Linked DNA regions of Sus scrofa: region 1 is linked to region 2. A link is a contact called in public Hi-C data. All regions are on one chromosome and are shown on one strand. Each heading gives the region's core, a stretch centred on a gene start, on an enhancer-like site or on the middle of the called end of the contact. The rest is flanking DNA. Distances are from core to core; before and after follow the strand shown. Region 1 overlaps AREL1 (apoptosis-resistant E3 ubiquitin protein ligase 1). Region 2 holds the start of LTBP2 (latent-transforming growth factor beta-binding protein 2).

The links. A called contact is a pair of places that touch in the nucleus more often than the background predicts.
Region 1: a Hi-C map of liver shows a contact between it and region 2, with 3 times the contacts expected there. The contact joins the enhancer-like site here to the promoter of LTBP2 in region 2. A contact is called at or near these places in 1 of 5 promoter capture datasets (liver), 8 of 47 Hi-C or Micro-C datasets (blood, brain, embryonic fibroblasts and 2 more) and 1 of 2 datasets of contacts at active chromatin or transcription factors (skeletal muscle).

Annotation. Positions count from the first base shown.
Region 1 is chr7:97,894,525-97,900,174 of Sscrofa11.1, reverse strand. It overlaps AREL1 (apoptosis-resistant E3 ubiquitin protein ligase 1), which reads left to right. Exons shown (of 20, transcript XM_005656411.3): 16 at 472-601; 17 at 689-747; 18 at 3,101-3,190; 19 at 3,742-3,917; 20 at 4,022-5,650. The coding sequence ends at 4,124. Among named protein-coding and RNA genes, the nearest start is that of AREL1, 44 kb to the left of the region's middle. Within about 2 kb of position 4,029, at least 8 of the 83 cell types and tissues checked have an H3K27ac peak or open chromatin away from gene starts, as enhancers often do. A contact at or near this core is called in liver, where this site is marked.
Region 2 is chr7:97,849,700-97,855,594 of Sscrofa11.1, reverse strand. It overlaps LTBP2 (latent-transforming growth factor beta-binding protein 2), which reads left to right and starts at 2,747. Exons shown (of 34, transcript XM_021099520.1): 1 at 2,747-3,976. The coding sequence starts at 3,498.

The DNA.
Region 1 (5,650 bases), core at 2,780-5,279, 43 kb before region 2:
GTATCAAGCTGTGGCTTTTTCCATTGACTCGCAGGGGAAAAATAGAAGAATGTGCCCATCTTAGAATTTATGAGACTTGAAAAGACTTCTTTACTACTGAATCTGGTTTTATTTATTCTCAGTTGGCTCAGGGGTTGAAAAGAGGTCAGTAATGGTTTAGTTTTGGATCATAGAAATGTTAAAATATTGCTGACAAGGAACTGTAATATCTTCCTGTTGCATCACCACTGTTTGACCAGGTTAGAGACTCACTCACATGCCCACTTCAGAAATAGCAGCGCGTAGCACGTAGCAGTAGCCCTAGGAACCCTGAGGCTTAGTAACTAAATAAAACCAACGGTACTGAGAACCTGAAGACACAGAAGGAACTTGTGACTGAGGCGTTTGTAATGCTGTGTTTGTGGCACATACTGGACAGATGTCATGAACTCCTATCCACATCTTGTCCCTCTCTTTTGTCTCTTTTTTCAGGTTGTAGAACTTATGACAGGTGGAGCTCAAACCCCAGTCACCAACGCAAATAAAATCTTCTATTTAAATCTGCTGGCCCAGTATCGGCTGGCCAGTCAAGTGAAAGAGGAGGTGGAACATTTCCTAAAAGGTGGGATCCTGTCTACTCTTGGCTTTGAGATGACAGTATCCGTATCCATGGTCTGAATGGGGCTTTAACTTGGCTGCTTTGTTTCAGGCCTGAATGAATTGGTCCCTGAGAACCTTTTGGCTATTTTTGATGAGAATGAGCTAGAGGTGAGTGCTTACAATTGAAATCCCCTGAGAGTTCCCATTGTGGCTCAGTGGTAGCAAACCCAGCTGGCATCCGTGAGAACTCGGGCTCGATCCCTGGTCTTGCTCAGTGGGTTAAGGATCCAGTGTTGCTGTGAACTGTGGTATAGGCCTCAGATGCGGCTCGGATCTGGTGTTACTGTGGCTGTGGCGTAAGCCAGCCGCTGCAGTTCCCATTCAACCCCTAGCCTAGGAACTTCCATATACCGCAGATGTAGCCCTAAAAAAAAAAAAAAAAAAAAAAAAAAAAAATGAAATCCCCTGTTCTTGGCTTGGACCCAGCTTACTGCATCTCCTGTTATGAGATGTGGTAGGAAAGCCCTCTATGGGTTGGTTTCACTTACACATTGACCCCTTCTCCAGGGTCAATTTAAAAAATTTGAATGTGGATTTCCCGTCATGGTGCAGTGGTTAATGAACCCGACTAGGAACCATGAGGTTGCAGGTTCAATCCCTGGCTTCACTCATTGGGTTAAGGATCCAGTGTTGCTGTGAGCTGTGGTGTAGGTTGCAGACACGGCTTGGATCCTGTGTTGCTGTGGCTGTGATCTAGGCTGGCGGCTACAGCTCCGATTAGACCTCTAGCCTGGGAACTTCCATATGCTGCAGGCACAGCACTAGAAAAGACCAAAAAAAAAAAAAAAAATTGAATGTGAAATTGGGAACTAGCAAATAACTATTTCTGAAGAATAATCATGTTTAGTTATCCATCAAATATTACTAATACTGGTAGTAGTAAAGAATGTTGGTGTGCTGTACAGTCTTTGTAAATCCTATGACATTTAAGGTTGATTTAAGGGAATAATAGAATGTATTTGTTCAGAGACCGTTTATTGAGTGCCTCCTCGGTGCCATGTACGTTTGAGGAACTGGGGAGCTAGCAGTGAATAAATCACAGTCCCTGCCCACATGGAGCTAGCTACATTCTATGAAGGAGACAAAGCGAGAGATGTGATGTATTTCATAGCTCTGGGCTGCAGCACTCTCTAGTTAATGTATTCTTATTTTAGATCCTGTAACAACCAGAATGCAACTATAAAATGGCAAACATCTTACTATAATTAGCAAGATTGAAGTTCTGTGAGCTTCAGGAGTAGGCAGAAAATAAAACCAGTTTGTTTTCGCCTGCTCCTCACAGATGATACACACAAGTTTAGTTTTAACTTCCCATAGCCTTTATGAGGGGCATGTTTCTACAAACTGTCTCCTATACGGAGGAAGTTCTTCTTTTAAGATGAGGAAATCAAAAGTAATTTCAGTTCTTATGAACCAAACTGGCTTTGAGAACAAGAATCAGTCTTGTGCAATTTTCATGTAGATAGGAAGTCCACATAGCGAACTCTCCATCTCTCGAGGCTCAAGTTTCTGCCGGACTTGTCACCTAGTACTGTCATTTTCTAGGCTGAGGAACAGCTACTGGTGTGTTTTGTTTTATCCTGAAGCAAAGCATTTGTTACAGTTCGTAGAGGGAGGAGGAGGAAGGACACAGTCTCTTATGGTTGTAACCCATCCTGCTCTCGGTTGCTCGGTAGCTTAGCGAGTTCTTTTTGAAGGAGCCAGGCTGCTCAGGCTTAATTTGGGCTTTTCTTGTCTCTTGATTAGCATGTATCATTCTTTATAACTATGGGATGAGTACTCCCAGTCTGCTAAGTAACTTGCTGGATCCTGAACCAAATTAGGACATCAACAAGATATTTAGGGCTCCGATGTCATTAATGCGCTCATTTTTGGCATCTTTGTCATTTATCTGATCAAGTAGAGGCAGGGCTGCAGGGACGGTAGTAAAAGTTCAATCCATAAAAGAAGGATGGTGGATCCTGGAAAAAAGGGAAGGCCATCTAACAAATTCATAAACGGGGCTGGGGGTCTTCACCCAAGGGAATGGGTCTGCTTTTCCCCCCGGTATTCCCAGGCCTCATCCAGAGCAGACTGTCAGTAAACACTTGGTTCCCTTTTTAACCCTTTGTTTCAATTTCAAATAACCCATAGCAACAGTTCTTATTTAGGGGTGCACATCACAAATGCTTGAGAAACTTTTTCAAAATACACAAGCTTGTAACCCATTCCTGCAGATTCTGATCATAGTCTGGGGTAAGGCCACAGGCCCTATCTATATATATGTTTCAAAAGCTGGGTGATTTTTTACCGAACTGGTTAGGAACCATTGGCCTATTACAATTAATTTCCCTAAAGCAGTATTCTGGCATCATAACCTCACTTTATGTCTTTTTCTTGGTGTTTTCTTTATTCCACATTTTGCACGTTAACATATTTTGACCTTCTGGTGGGTCTTGGCCCCTCTGACTGTTTTCTCCAGCTGCTGATGTGTGGGACTGGGGACATCAGTGTGTCAGACTTCAAAGCCCATGCAGTGGTCGTTGGTGGCTCGTGGCATTTCAGAGAAAAAGTAAGTGGGCCAAACTTCTTTCAGTTGACTTTGTGTCGTGTGATAAGGACAAAGTTTCAGGAGAAAAAAGTCAAGGAGTCAGAGAAGCAGACGTGTTGACGGGGGAAAAGTGATATATGTGGGAGAGGCAGGTGCGTGTCCAGGAGGAAGGGAGCCCTGGCCCCAAGGCCTGGCCTGCTGACTGCCACAGAGGCAGTGTGTTGGACAGGCAGAGCAATAGAACCAAGCAGTCGGCAACTACCCTCCCGACTGTGGGACACTATCAGTTCCTTTTAGGAGCTCTCTTGTGGAGCAGCAGATTAAGGGTTGCTGCTGTGGTGTGGGTTTGACCCCTGGCCCAGAAACTTCCCCGTGCCACCTGTGTGCCCCCCTCCAAAAAAAAAAAAAAAAAAAAAAAAAAATCCCTATTAAAGCGGTTGTCAACTCTAACCATTCCTACCTGTGTGCAGTAACCAGGACCTACCCCCACTTCAGGGTATCCTCTTCCTCCGCTAGGGGTCAAATCCTAGAATACACACCAGCGTGACCCCAGCCTGTGCTCTCCCTGCCAGGTCATGAGGTGGTTTTGGACGGTGGTTTCCAGTTTGACGCAAGAGGAGTTGGCTCGGCTGCTCCAGTTCACGACAGGCTCCTCCCAGCTCCCACCCGGAGGCTTTGCCGCCCTCTGTCCCTCGTTTCAGATCATCGCCGCCCCAACCCACAGCACACTACCAACAGCACACACGTGGTGGGTATCGACTGGCGGGCACGCTGGCCTGGGGGTTAGCTGTCTGGCCCTTGCCAGTGTTTCTGGTGGTGTGAGCTAATCGCTTCTCCCCCTTGGCCTTCCAGTTTCAACCAGCTGTGCCTCCCTACGTATGACTCATATGAAGAGGTGCACAGGATGCTGCAGCTGGCCATCAGCGAGGGCTGCGAGGGCTTTGGCATGCTCTGACCACTCTCCTGCCATCCACTTGGCTCCCGTGCTTTCTGGAGCATCCGGGTGCACATAACAGACCTAACCACTGGCCCTCACACACACATAACCATCAGCCAGAAGCTGCTGCATGCTTCCCAGTGTCTGGAGTGTTTGGTTACCTACAAGCCTTGTCCTTCCCTCGCCCCCTCCCTTCCCATCTCCCCCACCGGCCACTTTGGCAGGTACGTAATCGGAACTACCCGCTCAGTCAGAGAGGCGGCCATGCTGCAGTAATCGCACCTGCTTCTTAGGAGCTCTCAGTAGCGGGAGCTGCCTCGGTAGCTGAGCGAGATCACACCAAGGGCTTGGCTTTCTTGTTGAGCGGGTGTCCTCGCCTTGCGCAGCCTCCTCTGCTGATGCTCCTTGGAGGTCCCCTCTGTGGCCCTCCCTACTTGACCTGAGGTCCGTGAGTCCTCATCACAGGCGGGTGATTGCCTCTTCCCGCCAGGAGAAGCACAGATAGGAAGCGGCCCATAGGAGCAGGCTTCAGTCTCGTCCCCCGGCTTGACCGGAAGCCCCAGCTGTGGCACTGGCCTGCCTCTGATGGTGACCAATAGCACAAAAGGATCCTTTTCTGTGACGTCTAGAACTGGAAAAGGAGCTTTCCTTGCACGTGTTTCTGGAAATGATCATTAATCCATCAAGAGGACCTCTCTAATAAGCTTTTCCTCGAGTGGGAGCCAGTGAGACAAACGGACAGACCTAAGAATGTGAAAGGTAGCCGGGCCGTTGCCTCCAGTGCTGAATGAGATTCTCCTTTGGGGTTCTGGGGCGTGTCTGGGCAGGCGGCTGGCTTGAAGACTACTGACGCTTGTCCCTGACTTGGTTCTTTACACTGATGGGTGGCTGGGCCTAGCCACTTCCTTCCAGGTTACACAGTCTGCTAGGAGCTGGGGAGTCTTTAGGTTTCTACCGAAGAAAATTTTGGAACAAGAGACGGGGACAGAGCAATAGCACGCCGCTGATCCCTAGTTCTCTGTGCTTGCTGTTCTTCAGCAGCACTAGGGCAAGCGACAAGGAATCAGTCATTGAATACTTGTCACAGGTCCTTAGGATCAGGACACGGGGACCACACAGGCAGGAGATATGTCAGACCATAAACACTTAGCTGTTCCAGTTACTTCTGGTCACTCCATCAGTTACCAGCAAGGGATTTAAGGAGGAAGGAAGATACATTGGGTGCATCATTATGTGATGATTGAAGAGAACCTGCAGCTGCTTGTTGGAAGATGACAACCACCTTTTTCATTCCAATGTGAATGAAAACATTTTCAAGCCTCAAAATCTCATCGGTTTTCCAAATTTCTAAGAAGGCTTTGCTACAAGCTACCATGCCCAACGAGGCATTCAACTCAGAATATTACAAGCCATCTTTATTGCCAAAACCAGCAAGTACAAAGAGTCCAGAGATGAGGCGGGACTTGTGGCAGTGCCTTGGCCTCCTGGAAGCACGTCTGAGCCCTCCTGTTCCCAGGGATCTTGAGGAACAAGCCCTCCTGAGC
Region 2 (5,895 bases), core at 1,498-3,997:
AGGAATCAGGCAGGTAATGGGGAGAGAAAGGGAGCCCAGAACTTAAGGATTGACTGGCTAACAGGGCACAGCAAGGGAGGTGTGGTGCTGAGGCTGTCCCATAGCAGTGACGGAGCGGTGTCTCAGAGAGAGAACTGGGCATTCTGGGAACTGGGATGGCATTCGTCCCCAAATGCAAGGTGTAGGATTCAAGAAGATCCTTAGGGCCAGCCCTAAAGGCAGCAAAGCACATGAACTTGGACCAGTAACTACCACCAGGAACTCAGTTTTTCTCTCTGAAAATGGGTCTGAGGATACCAGCCTTCCCTACCCAATGGGATAAAGCTGTCATTCATTCAGTCAGCCATCCATTGAACATGTGTTTCTTGGCTCTCTATTAAATGCACACACTGTTCTAAGTTCCGGGGAAACAGCGGCAAGCCAGGCAGGTGGGCTATCTATTCCTTTGAGTTATCATTGCGGTTTGGGAAGTCAGGCAATAATTTTAGAGGTGGTCAAACAGGATTTTTCCTATGGTCTTTGAACGTCTGCTAAAGCTGCAAAGGCTAGAACAAGAACTAAATGTTTTCACATTCCAAAGAGAAGTACTAGGCATCTTATTAAAGGCAGAGCCAGTTCAACAACTACCCAGCCACATCTCTGGATTCCAGGCTACAAATGGATGGGATTGAAGGAAGTCATTGAGTTATAGGACCATTGCATTAGTAAGCAGGGCTGAGGTTTCCCCAGAGGGTGCTCCCCAATGCAAACCAAGTGAACAGGGCCCTAAGAAGACCAGGTATAGATATTGGCAGCTTCCAAAGAAGATGAGAATAGCATGACTCCCCATAATTCTGCCTCCACTGAGTCTAGTTGAGGTGCTGGAAGCTGCAAGCACCTCTGATGCACCAAAACACAGCAAGAAAGATCTTGGGAGAACCCAACCTATGTCTTTAGGAATTGGAGATGTACATAAATGAAGGCACTTTTGTGTACTTCCTATCTGGAGAATCCTGACTTTGGAGCCTGGCTGGAGTGGCTCTTACACCAGCGTGAGATGCAGCCAACTCACCACTGGTTTGTTGGCTTGGATGGAAAGTCCCATGGGGTGGTAGGGGACACAGGGAAGTTGTCCAGAGAGTGCTTTGCTGAAGTGATGCAGGGTGGGGATCCTGCAGAGAGCATCCCAAGAACCCAAAAGTATACCCATGAAAGAGCCACCACTTGGCACCTGCCAGCCAAGGGCACCTGTCACATACAACTTTGCCACTTGCCCCCTAATATCTGCCCCCAACCCTGACACAGAGAAGTCTTGGCAGAAAAGGAAAGTCAGAAAATCAGACCACACCCTACGTTCCCCACGACAAGGTCTGGAGCCAGGGGACAGGCCCGGTGGAGGGAGAGGAGGGGTATTCAGCTGGATACAAGATTTGATTCAATTGGATGAGGTTTTGATTTGGACAGGACCAGACTTTTTAGAGCCTGGAAATTGGTCTTAATTATAGACATGAAACTGTTCTTGTGACTGGAGGGGATGGGCAAGCCAAGGACTCTGCTTGAGATGTCATTAAGGGTGGAGAAGAGAAATTCACCATAATGTGGCTGAAGGCAGTGAGGGGAGAACCACAGAGCTGCTTCCTGATTGCCCCTCTTCAGGTTCAGCCCATTCAACAAGTCAGTTACACGGGTAAACAAATAGGAGAATTTCAACTAGTCTAGAGCAGTGAAGCTGAACCAGGGTGATGGACTAGAAAGTGATGACTTGGGAGTGGGAAGGCTGCTCTGCGTTGGAGGGGTCAGGGGTGGCCACTCCAGGCGGTGAAGTTGGAGCTGAGAGGTGAAATGATGATGAGGAGCTGGTCCTGTAAAACATCTTGGCGATGAGTGTTCCCAGGGAGAAGGAGCGGGCATCAACGTGGCTTGTTCCAGGAGCAGAGAGGACGCCAGGGCAGCTGCATTGCGGTGGGTGCCCCACAAGAGGAGAGATAGATCTGAGAGGTGGGCAGTCCTACAGGGCTTTGGAGGCCAAGGTCAGGAGTTGAGGTTGTATTTCAGCATGAAGCATTAATTGAGTCGGCCCTTTGTATGGAAAGTTATAAACTGGTGCCTTCCTGCCTGCTCCATCCCCCTGCCTCTCTAGGAAGCCCATAGGCTGCAGGGGGCTGGGACAGCCATGGTTGCCAGGCCTTTAGACTTTAGGGCAGGGGACCATGTGTGTACATAGTGAGCTCACTCTTGAGTGGTACTAAGATGGGTGGCCATTGGCATTCTAGCAGCCCTGCCCTCTCCCTGCCAGCACAAGGAGTTGAGCACACACCCTGGATCCATCAGAGGCTCATCCAATCCGTAGGGAGTGAGGGGTTGAATGGGAGTCTAGGGAATGGACCTCTGAGCCCCAGGCAGGAGGCACCTGCATTTCATTCGCCTCTTGGACACACGCTGTCTCCTTGAGTGACCTTATTCCAGGTCTTCCATGTTTTTTTCCTCCGTGAAAAAGAGGACACCTCTTGCAGGTTCTGTCAACGCCTCAGGCCTGGGCTCGACCCTGACGCAAACAGGAAAGGGATTAAGATCAAGGAAGGAAGGCGGCTGGCAGCGGCAGGTCTCTACAAGACGCAGGACGGCTAAGACGCCGCCAAGTCCACCAGAGGGCGCGCTCCCTCCAGGCGACCTTCCAGCGCGCCCGCGTCCCACCACTGCGGAGGGAGGCGAGCGGCCTCGCGCTGCCCCAGCCCTAGAGGCACCCCTGGCCGACGCCCCCAGTGGCCCGGGAGGAAAACGAAGGACCCGGGGCCCATCCTTCGGAGCCTGTCTATCATGCCGTCTTGGCACCTCTCCTGATATCCTTCAGACGTTCGAGGCTGTAGCCTTGGGTCATCCAACCCGGCGTTTGTCCCTGAGGTCAGGGGCTGGAGATGAATTCTGGACAGGTCAGCAGTTTAGCCTGCCCAGGACAGGAGAAAGGTGGCTCGGGGCTGCCCCTGTCCCAGCAGGCGTCATTTCCCCTACCAGACCTTGGTCCGCCCTGCGCCGCCCCCAGTTCCTCACGGGTTAACCCCCCTCGCCGCCCGCTCGCTTCCCGGTGCCAAAGTGGGTGTTGCTGGAATTCCTCTCTCCCTCTCCCGTAATGAGGGGGCTGAGCTGTCCCTCCGAGGAGGGGGCATGGTGTGGATAAAAGAGACGAAAAGTCAGGGGGAGGTTTCCAAAAATAAAACGCTCCGATTCCCCTTCAGAAGGCTACAGTGACTGGGAGAAGGCGCGAAGGTGCAACAGCAGTGCGCGCGCAGCTGGAGACAGAGCGCGATCGCTGGGCTCAGGGCGCGCAGCCCCGGGCCGCTCCCGCCGCCAGGCCCTCGCTCCAGAGAGAGCCCGGCCCGTAGTCTGACTCGGGGGCCCTAGACGGGGAAAGGCGGGCCACCCGGTGGGGTCCGGAGCGCAGCCCGCTGGCGGCCTGGCGCACCGACAGCTAGCCCCTGGGCTGTTCCCCGTGCGCACCGCTCTGCAGCCGCCCAGGCGCCATGAGGCCCTCGACCACCCGCCGCTGCCCCGGGCGCGCCCTGAGGAACCCCTGGAGGAGCTTCCTGCCGCTCACCCTGGCTCTCTTCGTGGGCTTGGGTCATGCTCAGAGGGACCCGGTGGGAAGATACGAGCCGGCTGGCAGGGACGCGAATCGGCTGCGGCGCCCCGGGGGCAGCCACCCCGCAGCGGCTGCAGCCAAGGTGTACGGTCTGTTCCGGGATCAGGACGCGTCGGTCCCGGGTTTGCCGCCCGAGGAGCGGGCCCAGCCTGGCTGGGGCAGCGCCAGGAGGCCCGCCGAGACCGAGGCCAGGAGGCCGCCCCGCGCGCAGCAGCCGCGTCGAGTCCAGCCACCTGCGCAGACCTGGAGAAGCCGTTCCTTGAGCCAGCAGCAGCCGGCATCCCGGGACCGGGCTGCCGCAGCTCTCCCGCGCCTCGGGACGGTTCAGCGGCCGCGAGCTGCGCGAGGGCGGCTTACGGGGTGAGCATTGGAGAGGGAAGCATGGGGGCTAAAGGGAGCGAGGGCCAGTCTCCCGTGCGCTCTTTCGTGGAGGGATGTGCAGGCGAGAGGAGAGGGCGCCCGGCTCCGCCCTTCGTCCCTCTCTCCTTAGTACTGCAGGGAAACAGACCGAGGTCCCAAAGTTGGGCTCGATCTGACCCGCTTTCAAAGAAAAACACCATCCGTACCCTTTCGTACCAGCTCGTGGTGACCCGACGTTAAATCCTTACCCAAGGAGTGGGTGCGTTCTCCCGCCCTCCCTCAGCCCGCCTCTAACCGGTGCCTGAAGACGCCCGCAACGATGCAGGGATCCGAAAGGGAGGCGAGAGGGGGCAGGAGGGTAGACGTTCCAGGGCTTGAGGCCCAGGGGAAGCCGAGTGGGCTCAGAGCGCGGGTAGGTGGAGGATGTTGAGGCTCCGGAGTGCGAAGGCAGATGCATCTCCAGGAAGGGTGCTGTCAACGAAGTCTGCTCTTGGGGACAAGAGTATGGATTGGGGCACAGATCCGCCTGAGCCCGCGGATGGCTGGGCTGGAAGTGGGGGTAGGCTCGCGGGCAGGAGCCCCCGATATGGCTGAGACACTGCGGGTACGTGGGGTTTGTGTGTGCGCCTATACCGCTCGGTGTCCGCGCGACTCTCACGCTTTTCAGGGCTGAGTCTCCCTGCCCACTCTGCGATTTGCATTTTTCCCTCTCCCTGGGGGGCGCCAGCAACTGCCCTCCGGGGGCACCCTCGCAGCGTGGGGGAGGCTGCCCAGCAACCTGCAGCCCCAGTTAAGGACCCTCACGGCTGCGGAGCGCTTGGCCTTGCCTGAGTATAACAGGTGTCTCCAGAATGGAGGGCACGGGAGTCCCAGGCAGTGCGGGGTGGGGGTGGGGCGTCGCGGTGTCTGGGGAGGAACCCTGCAGGCTTTTTTTGCCTGGGCCCGTTGGGTTCAGTCCCCCAGCATGAAGGACCCGACACCCCCGTTTCTACTCCTGAGGACATTCTTACCTCCTCTCCACTCCTTCATTTCCTTGGCTGTAGCAACCTTCTCTTATATTTCAGCAGGATTCCCTCCCACCCGGCAGACCTCTGCTTAGGGAGGCCTGTCCTGTCTAGTCCTGTCCCAGCTCCCTCTCCCTTCACCCTGCTTTACGTTTCTTCACAGCACTTATTCCCACTTGACCTGTTATGTTTCTGTTTCTGCATTTATGATCTGGGGTCCCAGCCCACACTCTGTAAGCTCTACGAAAAGAGAGGCTTTGTCCCAGCGCCTAGAACAGTGCCTATGTATAGTTGATGCTTGTTACGTATCTGCTCAGTGAGTGAGTGAACGCACCGCTGCCCGCAGAAGGCCCAGCTTAAGGCAGAGTGTGGCCCCACGCACGGCCAAGTCGCTTACATGTAGGATCAGTCAGCAGGCCATAATGGAGCACTTGCCAGGTTTCAGGTTTTTTTCCGTTCCTGGCCCCGGCAAGTGAATACATGCTTCCTAAGAGCCAGTGTGCAGAGCACGGGCCAGGGGAATGGGGCCCTGGGACAAAGGCCATTGTTTCTGCCAGGAGAGCAACTCAATTACATCAAATTGAGCTGGAAAAATGACCAGGTAGGCACTGGTGACATGCTTTCTAGTACCAGGAGCCTCACGTTAAGCATAAAGGAATGAACGGTTGTGGCTGAGGGGCCCAGAGGAGAAGGAGGCCCTGTGAGCCGGAGCCCCTGGGGTTTGATGGGCAGCATGTGGGGAAGCAGAGAGAAGGTGACAGGAGTGGAGCTCCGAGGTGCAGCCCTGCCGGAGGACAAGGGCTTGTCACTGTTGGCCCTGGCCTAGGGGCGGGGCTGCACCCTGGTGTAGGGGAGCCACGGGGCCGAGGTTGGAGGCATAGGCTGGGTCAGATCATAGAGGAGCTTATCCTCTTG